Regions from separate parts of the Mus musculus genome. Here region 2 is linked to region 1. The links are chromatin contacts, called in public Hi-C maps. All regions are on one chromosome and are shown on one strand. The core of a region is the stretch at or near the end of the contact, and the rest is flanking DNA. Distances in the headings are between cores, read along the strand shown.

Evidence for each region. A called contact is a pair of places that touch in the nucleus more often than the background predicts.
Region 2: a Hi-C map of the N1E-115 cell line shows a contact between it and region 1, with 16 times the contacts expected there. The contact joins two enhancer-like sites. A contact is called at or near these places in 1 of 484 Hi-C or Micro-C datasets (the N1E-115 cell line) and 1 of 115 datasets of contacts at active chromatin or transcription factors (stem cell-derived neural progenitor cells).

Annotation. Positions count from the first base shown.
Region 1 is chr4:110,047,835-110,054,056 of GRCm38.p6, forward strand. No RefSeq gene overlaps it. Among named protein-coding and RNA genes, the nearest start is that of Dmrta2os, 71 kb to the left of the region's middle. Within about 2 kb of position 3,252, at least 75 of the 459 cell types and tissues checked have an H3K27ac peak or open chromatin away from gene starts, as enhancers often do. A contact at or near this core is called in the N1E-115 cell line, where this site is marked.
Region 2 is chr4:111,474,604-111,480,825 of GRCm38.p6, forward strand. The region is part of intron 6 of Agbl4 (ATP/GTP binding protein-like 4); the gene reads left to right. Among named protein-coding and RNA genes, the nearest start is that of Bend5, 63 kb to the left of the region's middle. Within about 2 kb of position 2,393, at least 15 of the 459 cell types and tissues checked have an H3K27ac peak or open chromatin away from gene starts, as enhancers often do. A contact at or near this core is called in the N1E-115 cell line, where this site is marked.

The DNA.
Region 1 (6,222 bases), core at 2,002-4,501:
TGCCAGGGCCAAAAAGGGGGAGTGGGTGGGTAGGGGAGTGAGGGGGTGGGTATGGGGGACTTTTGGTATAGCATTGGAAATGTAAATGAGCTAAATACCTAATAAAAAATGGAAAAAAAGAAATAAAGCTGAAAGAAATTCCCATAAAAAAACAAAAACAAAAACAAAAATTTGAATTATAGTCCCCTCTTCCTTATCTCTTCCTGACTCCCAAGACTTCTAAGGACCTGAGTAATGTGCTGAGCCCAGCTTGACACCCAGGGCTGTTAAGGAGGAATCTACATTCCTGAGATAAGATTCAGGGTGCCTGCAGTCAGAATTCAGCCTTCATGTCCCCAGATGTCTACTTCTTTGTTCTTTGTTAATTCCCCCTCAGCCCCTCCCTGTTCCCCCTCACTGTGTGCTTATAACCTGGCTTTTTCAGCCTAATAAACTTAGACCTTGACAGGAATCCTCCTTGGTCTCTCTTTCCCCTGCCCATTTCTCTTGCAGGTTTGTGGTTCCCCTCGTACCCACGAATAACTGGGTCCTGCTGGTCAGGACACTTTCCCTTCATAAATTATTCTCCCATTCTTCTTGGGAGGGCCACTAAAGTTCTAGTCACTCTTCAGAGGAATCCCTTCTGTGGGGTCTCCTGCAGTCAGGAGCTGCTAGGAAATTATGTGATTAACCCGAGGGCAGTGGCTTGGATTCAGTTAGCACTCTTCCAGGCTCCAACAGGCATTTTTGTTGTTGTTGTTGTTTTTTGTTTTCTGTTTTTTGTTTTTGAGTAGGGTCTAGAAGTTTCTATGTAGATTAGGCTGGCTTCCAACTTACAGTGATCCTCCTGCCTCAGTGCACAAATTTCAACAGAGTAGCCTCATTTGTCAGGGGAAGGATGATGGAGTTCATTTGCTCCTCTGCTCCTCTTGCCCAGGGAACCTCTCTTTGAGGCTGACGGTGGCTTGCCTACCTCTGGTCCTCTGCTGTGGATTGAAATCCATGACTCTGGTGTGGTTCATTTGGTCTGACCTTCTGAGACTTTATTCTGGGCCTTTGGCTTTCAAAGGATAAATATTCCTTCTTGGCTTTTTGGGAGGAAAGGGTGTTGGGTCTCAGGCTGTAGCCTAGGCTTCCAGCTACCAGCATTCTTTTTGACTCAATGTCCTGAGTGGTTGGGACACAGTGGTGTGAAGCACAACACATGCATCTTAGTGGGTTTGAGGAGTGGTTCTCTACCCATCTCTGGAACTAGTAACTCCAAACCAAATAGCAAGTGATGTGGCCTTAGAGCAGAACTTAATGAATTCATGGGTAGAGGCAATTCTCTGTCTCCTGGCAGGCATTAGTTGCCTGCAGTTCTTTGTCTAGGGCTGGAGTCCTGTAGAACTTTCCATGTTAATGGATATTGCCACTGTTCCAGTCTGTCTATACAGCTATGTCTAGGAGACATTGTTCCACAGCATACTGCCTGGTATCTTTCCACCCCCTCTTCCTAGATGTTCCCTGAGCAGTAGATATGCGAGCTTTGATGGAGATGCATCTGTTGGGGGCTGGGATCCCCACGATCTGTTGACCTCTGCGTTGCATCCATTTGTGGGTTTCCAAGATGGTCTCCATTTGCTATTCCGAGAGTACCTGGGATGAGCTAGAAGGAGGAAGATGTGTGTGTGTGTGTGTGTGTGTGTGTGTGTGTGTGTGTAACTGACATAGTTCTAATAACATTAAAAACATAATAAAAGAAAGAATTTGTGAGAAGGCAAAGTGTGGTGAACGGCTGCCCTAGGGGCCCCTTCCCCATCCCATCTCACCTCTGCCTGGCCAGCATCCCCAGAAACAACTGTTCTGCCTTCCTCTCCCAGGGTGGAGGTGTTCCTACCCTCTTGGTGATGTGCCTGCACTTGCTGCAAGGGGGTGGCCTTCCAACAGGACTACCTGGCACCTTGAATCCTGAGTCCTACAATGGTAGGCCTGGATGCTCACTACTGAAGCCAAGTTGCCAAGTCAGTATCTGGCACACAGAGGGCATAGCAGCAGATATTTTGTGCTCATCTCAATTAAAGACACAGTCGAAAGCATCTTGCGTTCCTCCCTCCACTCTAAATACTTTGCACGCATCAGCCCAGAGAGTCTCCAGGACTCTGGGGTCTTGGGGTCTAACAACTGGGGTCTTGGTAGCATCCCAGCCTATTGTGACAAGTAAAAGCAGGGATTCAGAAGGCTTGTACCTTCGTCTTTGTGTGACTTACTTCTTGTGTGGCATTTCTGTTCCTCACTGTTACCTGGTAACTACCTACTTCATAGAATGGCTATGTAGTTAATTAATTCGCAGGCACTAAGTGTCTGTGAATTATCTATTATCAGCTTAACTTATAGCAGCAAAAGTTGAGACAGAATTTTAGTAATTTGATGAAACTCAAAGAATCTAAGAGAGACAAAGTTGGTACTCAGAGCCAGATAGTTGGACTCCTGGGGTCTTGCTTGTTAATCTCAACACTGCTGAGCTTGCTAAAACCTACGTGAAGACCTGGCTTTTTCTAGGAAGCTCTGCAGGGCTCTCTCTTCCTTTGAAAAACGAAGCTGAAAAGATTGTTAGGTTTCTTTTCGTCCTGCTGCTCTCTAAGGAGATTTTTCTCCATGTAAATACAGAGCGTGGCTCTCTAACCTGTGGGCTGGATCCACAGGGGGTCTCTCAGGCCTAGGGGCTGGTCCCCGGTGTAGTGACTCATTTTGCCGGTAGAGGTCAGTCATGGCCACGGTTGAAGTATTTGATAAGCACGAGGAACATAGGCCACACTGGGGGAGTCAAAGACCCTTGGAGGTGATATGCCCATAGACTAGACCAAGGTCAAGGTCATCCAGGGGGTTCCGGGCTATGAGGCAAAGACCTTTCATTTTTCTTCCCTTGTTTCTGGAGCATACACTCTTAAGAGGGCAGTTTGAAGGGCGCTAGAAATCATGAGATCCAGGGCTCTGGGAGGGTGTGGATGCCAGTGTCCTACACATGCTACACATGCTTTGAGATCTTCGGGTGTTTGTCACCATCTTTAGCCGCAGCACTGGTCCTCTGAAGGGGTCTGGCTGAACGACACATTTTGCAGTTGTGGGGAAGATACCTCTTTTGTCACTGTCTGCCCTGGTTCACAGGCGGCCAGGGGGTGGTCCCAGCCCCTGTGCGAGGCAGGGGCCAGGGAGGAGCATGTCAGGGTCCATTCCCGGAGCGTTTGGGGCCAGCTGGAAGCTCAGAGCTCGATGACCTGCAGGGGGCGCTGCTGCACTGCGCGAGGCTTCCCTGCGTGTCCTCCCAAGGACAGAGGGCGGACGGCGGTCGGCGGCGGTCGGCGCAGGGCAGTGGCCCAGCGAACTCAGGCCGCGCCCACACTCACGCTGCGGGCCGAGGTCGGCGACACGGTCTGAGGAATCGAGGGACAGGGCACGCTGTCCGACACCCTGGCTGGCCTTTAACCGATCTCCAATTGTTTCGACCGGTGCGGGAACGCAGAGGGGGTGGGGGCCGAGCTAGCGCTGGTAGTCTGGGCTTCACCTGTGACCTTGAGAGGTCATGGTCCCTCCTGGCCTTTTATTTCTTTCTCCTGCGACGGGAATTCTTGAAGGTGCCTATGAGATAGATACTGCACGTGAAAATGCTTCAGGAAATGCAAAGCCCAAGCAGGAAGGCTTTCATTGAGTGATTGTCATCCCTGCCTCGCCCAATCCATCCGCTCAGTTGCAACCATTTTAGCCGTTTTTTCACCCTTGTTTTCTGTTTTTTTTTTTTTCCCTACATACTTCAAAATAACATGCTTAGACTGCTATTTCCTAATTTACCAACATTAAACATTATCTATTGTCTTCCTGCTGGAGTAAGTAAGGAATTAGCTGCTCTGCAGGCCCAGCCTACCCAGGGTATCTGGTGCACTATTATTAGGTAACTCAATGATCAGCATTTCTAGCAAGAAAATGTAGCTTTTTGTCTTCCCCAAAGCTCTATCAGAATTACTCCACAACAACCCTGCCAGGGTTTACAAAGTCTCCCCCTTTATAGGAAGGGGTTCCCCTCCCGGCAGTCCCGTGGGTTTCTTCCGGACTTTTTTCTTGTGTCCTTGATTTTTGGTTCTCTCTCTGGGCCCCTTCCCCCCTCCCTGCCGCCTCCACCCCCTGGTTCCGCAGTGGGGCAGGAGCCGGGAATTCTAGTCTGTGGATTTATTTGTCTTCTGCCTGGATGATTGATGGTTGAAATCATTCCCCTGCAGGACAGGATGCTCTGCCCGGCTCTCCTCTTGCACACTTAGAGCTGAGGCAGAGAGGCTGCGTGCCTTCAGAGTCATGTTCCCTTTTGTGTATAACCTCTCTTGACACCCGAGGACATCATTTATGTTCGGAATTGGACAATGCATATAGTTTGATGGCTTCTGTCATTATGTGTCTGGTCCTGAGTGGCCCCTCTTCAATATAAATACACACACGTCTCCTTCAGTTCTGTGAGACTTTTTTTTTTTCCTTTCATAATCTTTCTGCTTGCTTCCTGAAGCTCCCAAGTCTGTCTCTGGCCTCTAGGATTGATCTCTTGGCTTCCTTTGTCTTCCGTTTCCCTTCACCTTGGCTTTCAATGTCTACTCCAATTTATCCCTTGAATTTTTGTCCTAGTGACTTCTGACTATCACATCCCAGTTTTCTAAGAACTCTGATTATTTTGTTCTTCTCAACCCCATCCAACACCGTCACAGCCTCTTTATCTTTCTGGAGATGTTCCTGATTCTCCCTCCGTCTTCTCCACTTTCCCAGTTGTGTGTTTGGTTTATGGAATTCTGCCTGGCTTTGTGCCCCTTCTCATGCTGGAGCATCTCTAATCTGTAGCAGTTCTTGGCATTTTTTTAAAAAGAAGTTTATATTTAAGTGTGTGTGTGTGTGTGAGTGAGTGAGTACATGTGTGTGTGTATACACATGCATGATTGAAGTCAGAGGTGTTGCATTTCCCAAGAGCTGGAGTTACAGGCAGTTGAGAGTCACCCAGTGTGAGTGCTTGGAACAGGACTTGGATCCTTAGCAAGCGCAGTCAGTATGCATTCTTAACCACTGGACCATTTGAGCCTTCTCTCCAGTCCCTGTCCTTGGCTTTTGTCCATAGTTAAGGACAAGGGTGCAAAACTTGACTGGCATTGGATGGTGTGTGACATCAGGCAGGGTCGATTCTCATTCGCTAAACCAGGAAGGGGCTGGCCTTCTTGTTAGGAGGATGCTTAAATATCAGGAAGAACTCTTCATCGAGCTAGCCTCCCTCCCTAGACAGAGTCTTGTTCTGTTGCCCAGACTGGCCTCAAATTTGCCCCCAACCTCACCTCCCAGAACAAGGGAAGGTCTCTTTGGGACTGCTCCATTTCTCCAGCAGGGGGAGGATGGGTGTGGCTGTGAAGCAGATTTTAGAACCTATCTACCTTGGTATAAATCACAGTTCTGTCCTAGCTTATTATCTCTCTAATTCACAATCAAGCCTCTCTCTGTGCTTCAGCTTCCTTTCTGTAAACCACTGCAGGGGCTGGAGAGATGGCTTAGCATCACTCACCTGCAGTTCTGGCCGAGGACCAGAGTTTTGTTCCCAGCACCTACCTGGGGCTGCTCACAGCTGCTTATAACTTTACCTTTAGGAGATTTGGGGCTCCCTCCTGGACTCTGAGTACTGCACACATTTGGTGCACCTACATGCATACATACAAATAAAAATAAAATAAGATCTTAAAAACAAAAGAAAACCCAGGGTTGGAGAGATGACTCTGCCGTTAAGAGCACTGGCTGATCGTCCGGTAGGCCTGGGCTCAACTCCCAGGACCTACATGACAGTTCACAACCATCTGTAAGTACATTTCCAGGAGATCTGATGCTCTGTTTTGGTCTCTGTGGGCACCAGGCACACACGTGGTGCATACACATTCATGTAGGCAAAACACCTTTCCACATTAAAAAGCCAAATGACAACACAACAACAAAACTGTTCCAGATGCTGTTGAGTTTGTGCTGCACATGCTCTTTGATCTATGTTGGGGTTACATTCCAATAACACATCGTAAAATGAAAATATTGAAAGAGAAATGGCTTATTTATCTAGGTTACAGAACATAATTTTTAAACATGGTACACAATGTCAGGTGTGAGCATATTTTTGGATTTTATTTTATATTTTTAAAAAGTGTGTGTGTGTGTGTGTGTAGTGCATGTGTGTGCAGGTACCCATGTATGCCAGAAGAA
Region 2 (6,222 bases), core at 1,143-3,642, 1.4 Mb after region 1:
CTGTCCTAACATGCTGGGTTAAACAGCCAGTTGTGCAGGGACCTGAGCAAGCTCGGTGCACTGAAGAGGCTGCTCAGATCCTAGGAAATACTGCCGCCCAGGCAGGCCCTATGTAAGGATGGGCACAGGGTCTTACAGCTCACATTTCCGCAAGCCCTTGACATGGTTGAGGCTCCTGATGCTAGGGAGCCCTCCAGTGTTGTCCTCATCTAGCTCATATGCAGACTACCAGAGCTTGGTCTCTAGAAAAACCTTGTTCTTCTCATCCTGGGCCCCTTAGGCTCCAGTCTCTCCTAAGCAGAGCTGGGGGCTGATCAGCTGACACTAGGACCCAGCCAACCCTCACTCTCTCCAACCTTTCCATGATGAATGAATCCCCTGAAGCCCCAGCTGCTGTCCAGAACATTCGAACGTTCTTCCACAGTCCTCCTGTTTGCAGCATGGCTGTCTCTGAGAGTTGCTTGCCCTCCTTCAGTACCCTTACATGAGTATTCTTCCTGTGGGAAACACCTTGTCTGGAAATGCTGAGTCCCAGGCTGACCCAAGTGTGTCTTTTCTGGGACTTTGTGGATCTATCACTGCTCACTTTAGTGAATTCCATTTATGCTTTGGTGTTGTTGTTTGTTTGTCTTCTTGTTTTCTTGGAGACAGGGTCTTAACCATATAGTCCTGGCTGGCCTGGAACTAACAGAGCTCTGCCTGTCTCTGCCTCCTGAGCGCTGGGATAAAAGTCATGTGCCATCGCGCTGAGGTTTCTGTTTGGTTTTGCAGCTGTCCTGCCTACCAGACCAAGACAAGAACTTCTGAAGGACAGTCTACCTTGCTCAGTATGGTCCTTGACCCAGCACAAACCTGGAAAAAGGGCATCAGTGAGAATCAGTCCTGAGCTGCTGCGGTTTCCCAGTCACAGGGTACCCCGCACATCAAGCACTGGCAGCAGGCTCAGATGGGGCCAGGGAGATGGGGTAGGACAGGGCCTCCAGGGTGCTGCCACACCCCCTGGGGCTACTGTCTTGGTGCCTTTCTTGTGTGCTCCTGTTTTTAACCCCATTCATGGGGGCCACAGCCACGTAATTGGATTGAGCCGACACTGACAAGGTCAATTTGACAATTTCATTAATCTTTTATTAAACACGAGCCCTGAGCTCCAGCCAAGCTTGTCTGTGAGCTGTCCCCAGAACGTGCCTGGCATATTCCTGTCTCGTATGCTTCCGCCCGGCCAGACATGACTGTCCTGGTAATGCCAGCTGTGACAGAGTGCTTCCCGGGTGCTGGATCTGATGCAGAGGAAAGCTTTCAGTCTCTTGGGCCACCTGGTATGTGATTAGTGTGCCACATGATTATCAAGATGATGGTGGTGGTGGAGGTGACAATGATGAGGTCACAGTAACCCTGACAATTAGAAATCAAACCTTTTCCTTTGTTTGCTGAGAATGAGATTGAGCCTTGGAGAAAGGACTTTAAGGGTTCTTTCCTGGGGAGAATGAAGAGCAGGTAACAGTGGAACTAGCAAGCTAGAATGGACCAGAGTTTCAGAGGGAACAATGGAGATGTGTATGATAAGCAATGTGTCCGTCACATGATACACATACAACTGAAGTGTTAGAAGTGAAGGGACAGAGGAGGGAAGGGAAAAGACAGGGATCTGGAAAACTGATGTATATGATGCCTCTGTAAGAGCCTTGAGGAAGATAGTGGATGCCTTTGTGTGTGAGAGGAGGATCTTAGACATGAGCTCTCAGGATTCAGCGAGAAGAAGGAGAGACAGGAGAGCACTAAGAGGAGTCCAGGGTGACTGTGATGGAGAGAGAGAGGATGATGAGACTGGAAGACCAGGTGGAACCAGGGCTCAGGAGCCTTGGGAACACAGGAGGGTTTTCAGCAAGGATCTAGAAGCATCATTTGAAAGCACTTCTGGGTATGTTGTGGAGGACTGATTGGAGAGTGCTCGGCTTTTTCAGGCATTCTGGCAACAGGAAGTAAGGACTTTCTGAGAAACTGTGGGAGGGGGGGTGAGGGGTTAGAGCAGGGAGGAGAGGGACACAGGGCCCATGTGATTTCAGGCAAAGGAAAGGCTGTCTTTGGAGCTGGGCAGAGGGGAGGGAACAAGTTCCATACCAGGCCCAGACAATATAGTGAGTGAGTACCAGAGCTTCCTCAACCCGCACCCAGAGGAAGAGGCTGTTAGGATCAGCCCATTCATGGGCTGTGTGCAGATCTTAATTAGCGGGGGCAGGTAGTTTGTCAGATGAGACCCTTGCTGATACAGCCATGCCCAGTGCTTACCTCCAGAGCTGTAAGGAGACAGGCTGCCCTTAACACTATAGGTTAATGGCTCCCCTGGCAAGGAAAAGAGCCCAGGGACCCACTGACTCACAACATGGGAATTTACAGGCTCACCCTCAAGGACCTAAGAAGCCATTAATGCCCTTGGCCAGATTTCTGCAATGTCACTCAAGGCCTGAGCTACTCAGAAGACCTCAGCTCCCCTACTTTGCTGATACCTGCTTTCTGCTAAACTTGTTCTTCCCCAGGAGTAGACTACAGACATTGGCCATGGGCTAGGCACAAGTCAGACCCTGAACTACGGAGATGGGTTGCCAATGGTGGAACCCTGAGGACCGTCAGGTAGAGGTGAGCTGTGACGGCAGCCAGTGATACTCAGTGCTAGGAATAGAGCATGTCCCAAGGAGGAGAGATGGGTATTAGAATATGCACAGCGGCTCTATGGGCAGGCCAGAAGTGGTGAGCTTTGGACTTCTCTTGATGATCAGCTTTGTGTCATTACTGCCTTATTGTTGTTGTTATCTGGTTATATAAAAGTTGTCATGAGAATTGATAGAAACTGCCTTCTTCGTGTTTGAAACTACCTGGGGCAGAATCTAGGAAAGGGTTCTCCAGACTCCTTGCCTCCATATTGAAAGAGGGGAGCTGTGAAAAGTGAGTGGATGGAGTCATAGGAGTTCAATGCTTAAACCCAATCTGATTAGTCTCTCTGCTTCTGTAAAACAAACAAAAAACAGGCTCGCTGCTGCTGCCTCCATGCACAGACACACTGCAGCCTCTGCTATTGGCTGGCTTGTCTCTGTGTACCTGCCAGCCTCCTCCCTCATACCCACCCTCCCCGCTGTAACATGCCAACTGCTCCTGCACTTCCCAGGGTAGCCACAGGTAGTCCCCACCCTCAGACTTTGTTGGTATGGCTTTCTCTGCTTGGAGGGTCCATTTCATACAAGGGCCCCTTTGGTGGCATTGTCGGCTATGCTAGCAAGTCTTCTCTGGGAGAATTTAGGGTTCGGAGCCAGGCATAGGGCTGCTGAGTCTCAGGGAATTCTTCAGTGCCCTCCCCTTGACATGAAGCAGTCAACTGCCCCTACTGCATCCAGGGAGGCAGGCTTCTTTTCTTCAGTTCCCCTGATGCTTATAGGGCTCCTGTGGAGGAGATAAAGGGGCAGCCTCCCAGCCAGCTGACTTTGGGGACCTGAACTCTGGATTCCCTACTGAGGTTCTGTGCCACATTGGAGAGTTAGTTAATCTCAGTGCTTCTGGTTCTTCCTAGCTATATCAGGCGTCCTGATAGGAACTGCTTTGTTGCAGGAGCTAATCTGGTTGTCATTCAAAGGTCTTAGAAGAATGCCTGGCAGGGAGCAAGTGCTCACTAAGGGGCTAATCATTACCATTGCTTTTTAATTTGAAAATGACAAAGTGAAAGGTAAAAATACACAGGAGATAAAAAGAAAAAGCATCTTTCTCAATTGCCTTACAGGGGCTTCCCTGTGTTCTGTTCATCCCACTGATGTGTTGAACATCTATTGTGTACACACACTCATGAAGGCACACATACACAATCCTGCGAGCCTCTTCTGGGCTTGCTTTTCTTACTTATTAGCATACGCAAATGTCTTTGAAGCCCCACAGGAACTTTATCTGGCTTTGTAGTCACATGGCCTGCTACAGAATAGGCATTGTATGAAATCCTGTAGAAGTGGTGGGTGGGGGGTGGGGGGCAGGGGAGAAGCAGAAGTCAAACTGGCTTAGGGTAGCAGCTAGAGGTAAGTCCAAAGAGTCAACTACAGCCTAGCAGTTGTCACTGCTGAGAGGAAGGGCAACCATATACGAATGACCTCCTTGCTGCAGATGAGATATCTTCATTTAAGGTTTCTGGGCTAGAAATGTCATTTCCAAATGTGTCCATTAGTAGATTTGAAGATGAGGTCTTTGGGAGGTATGGGGTATTGGGAGGGGTCATGGGGCCTCATCATGTCACAGTGGCTTCCACAAGGCAGAGAGCCCTGAGCCAGTGATGAGTTCATACGTGTAATGAAGCAGTTCTGTCTCCACATAGGATGCTGTGTGTCGTGTTTTGGGGAAGCAGGAAGACCCTCACCACCACCTGGTGCTGTGCTCTTAGACTTTCCAGCCTCTGAATGTCATTTTTTTTAATGCGTTGCTTGTCTGAGGTGTTTGGTTCTATGAACACAAAGCACACCGAGACACCTTTCATTTTAGTGACAATACTTGAAGCCAGAGAGGGGCCCAGGCTCCCTGAAATCACTGAGCAGTCAGTGAGGGGAGAGCTGAACACAGCCAGGCTTTGGCTTTGGTACATGGGTAAAATGTGTTACCCTTCCCTTCTTCCCTCCCACAGTCCTCCTGCCTTGAGGTGTAACTCCTGGGTGGGGACAGCCTTTTGCCCTTGTTACCTTGTTCTGCACTTTCCAAAGCCTGAGTTTGTTGTAGAGCCTGGAGCAGCTGCTTCCAGATGGGTAGGAGGCAGAAGGGAGCAGGACATGACCAATGAGGAAGGTTACTAGAACAAGAGGGACTCTTTTTCCTTTGTTGCTCCTAGTGGATTTTGCCTCTTGGATTCCACCGTATTTTGCTTTGGTTTGGAAGCTTTGCTCCTTCATTCCCTCAACATGCATGCAGACATACACCGAAGCATATACAATCTACTCAACATGCATGCACACATACACCGAAGCATATACAATCTACTGCAAAAAGGGAAGTAAGCACGACACTGGCCAAGTGGATTATGCTGGGTCTCATTGTGGCAGACTAAAGCATTTTCTCTATTAGAAAACAATCCTTTCTAAACCCTCCCCACGAGTCTTCTGCCATCGTCACTGCACCCTGGGCCATTTGTGTGTACAGTGTCCTCTGCTCTTTTTACCTTGTCTCAGAATCCCAGGGCTCCTCCTGATCCATCCATTCCTCCCACCCATGTAATCGGCTCATCCAAGTACCTCATGCAACCATCCTCCAAGCCTACCTCTAGTGCTCATATAGCCCTGTTCCTGGATGTTAGCGTCCTACCCCAGAGAGATACCTGGGATGGGAGGCTGGTCAGAAGCTTTATAGCATTGGCTAGGTGTGGGTTTCAGGCAGCCAGGGAGCCAGGCAGTTTCTCATCATATGCTAGATTCAGCTATGAAAGAATACAGATGTGTGTGCTTTATCTAGGGGTCTGAGAAAACCACTTTCCAGATCTCAGATTCTACATCTGAAAGGTGCTGATGATGTTGGTTGAGCCGGCATGTTAAACTGGCAAAGATGTAGAAAATAATTAAGTGTTCCACTGGTGTATATTTCCTTCCCTGACCCTTTCCCTAGGCGACAGAGTAACTACAGGGGCCAAAAAAGAGACCCCAAACTCAAAGTGGAACAACAGAGCTGATCCCTGGCCAGGCATGCAAGAGATAAATGGGTAGTCTGGCATGCCCTTCACGTAAACTCCAGCTGTGTATTGAGATGTCAAACTATTGCTGACTCTTCACGCAGTCTCCCAGATCTCAGCAGCAGCTGTGGGAAAACACTTCCCATCCCCAGGTAGACAGATAGTGGACCTTTGAGATGACATGAATAACTGGAAACACACTGAACACCAGGGGCTTCATGGTCACCTTTATCACTTGCACTTTGATCAATAAAGGAATGTATTTTACGAGAGCATGGGGTGCTTGCCCAGAATTGCCTTCAAGAACATGATGCCCAAGTGTATGTGGATTGGCTTGAGTTCATGGCCATCTAAATGGCCAGTCTCTCTTCTCAGGAAGTGACACTACTGGCCACCTATGGCTGGGTCACCCAGTGTCTCCCACATCTGCTCAATGCCAGTTACTTCTTATCAGACCAGAAGTAATTCAGGGAAGGAATGAGAGGCTGGGGGAGGAGAACACCTTCTAGCTGGGACACTTCCCTCAAGAATCTCAGGAAATG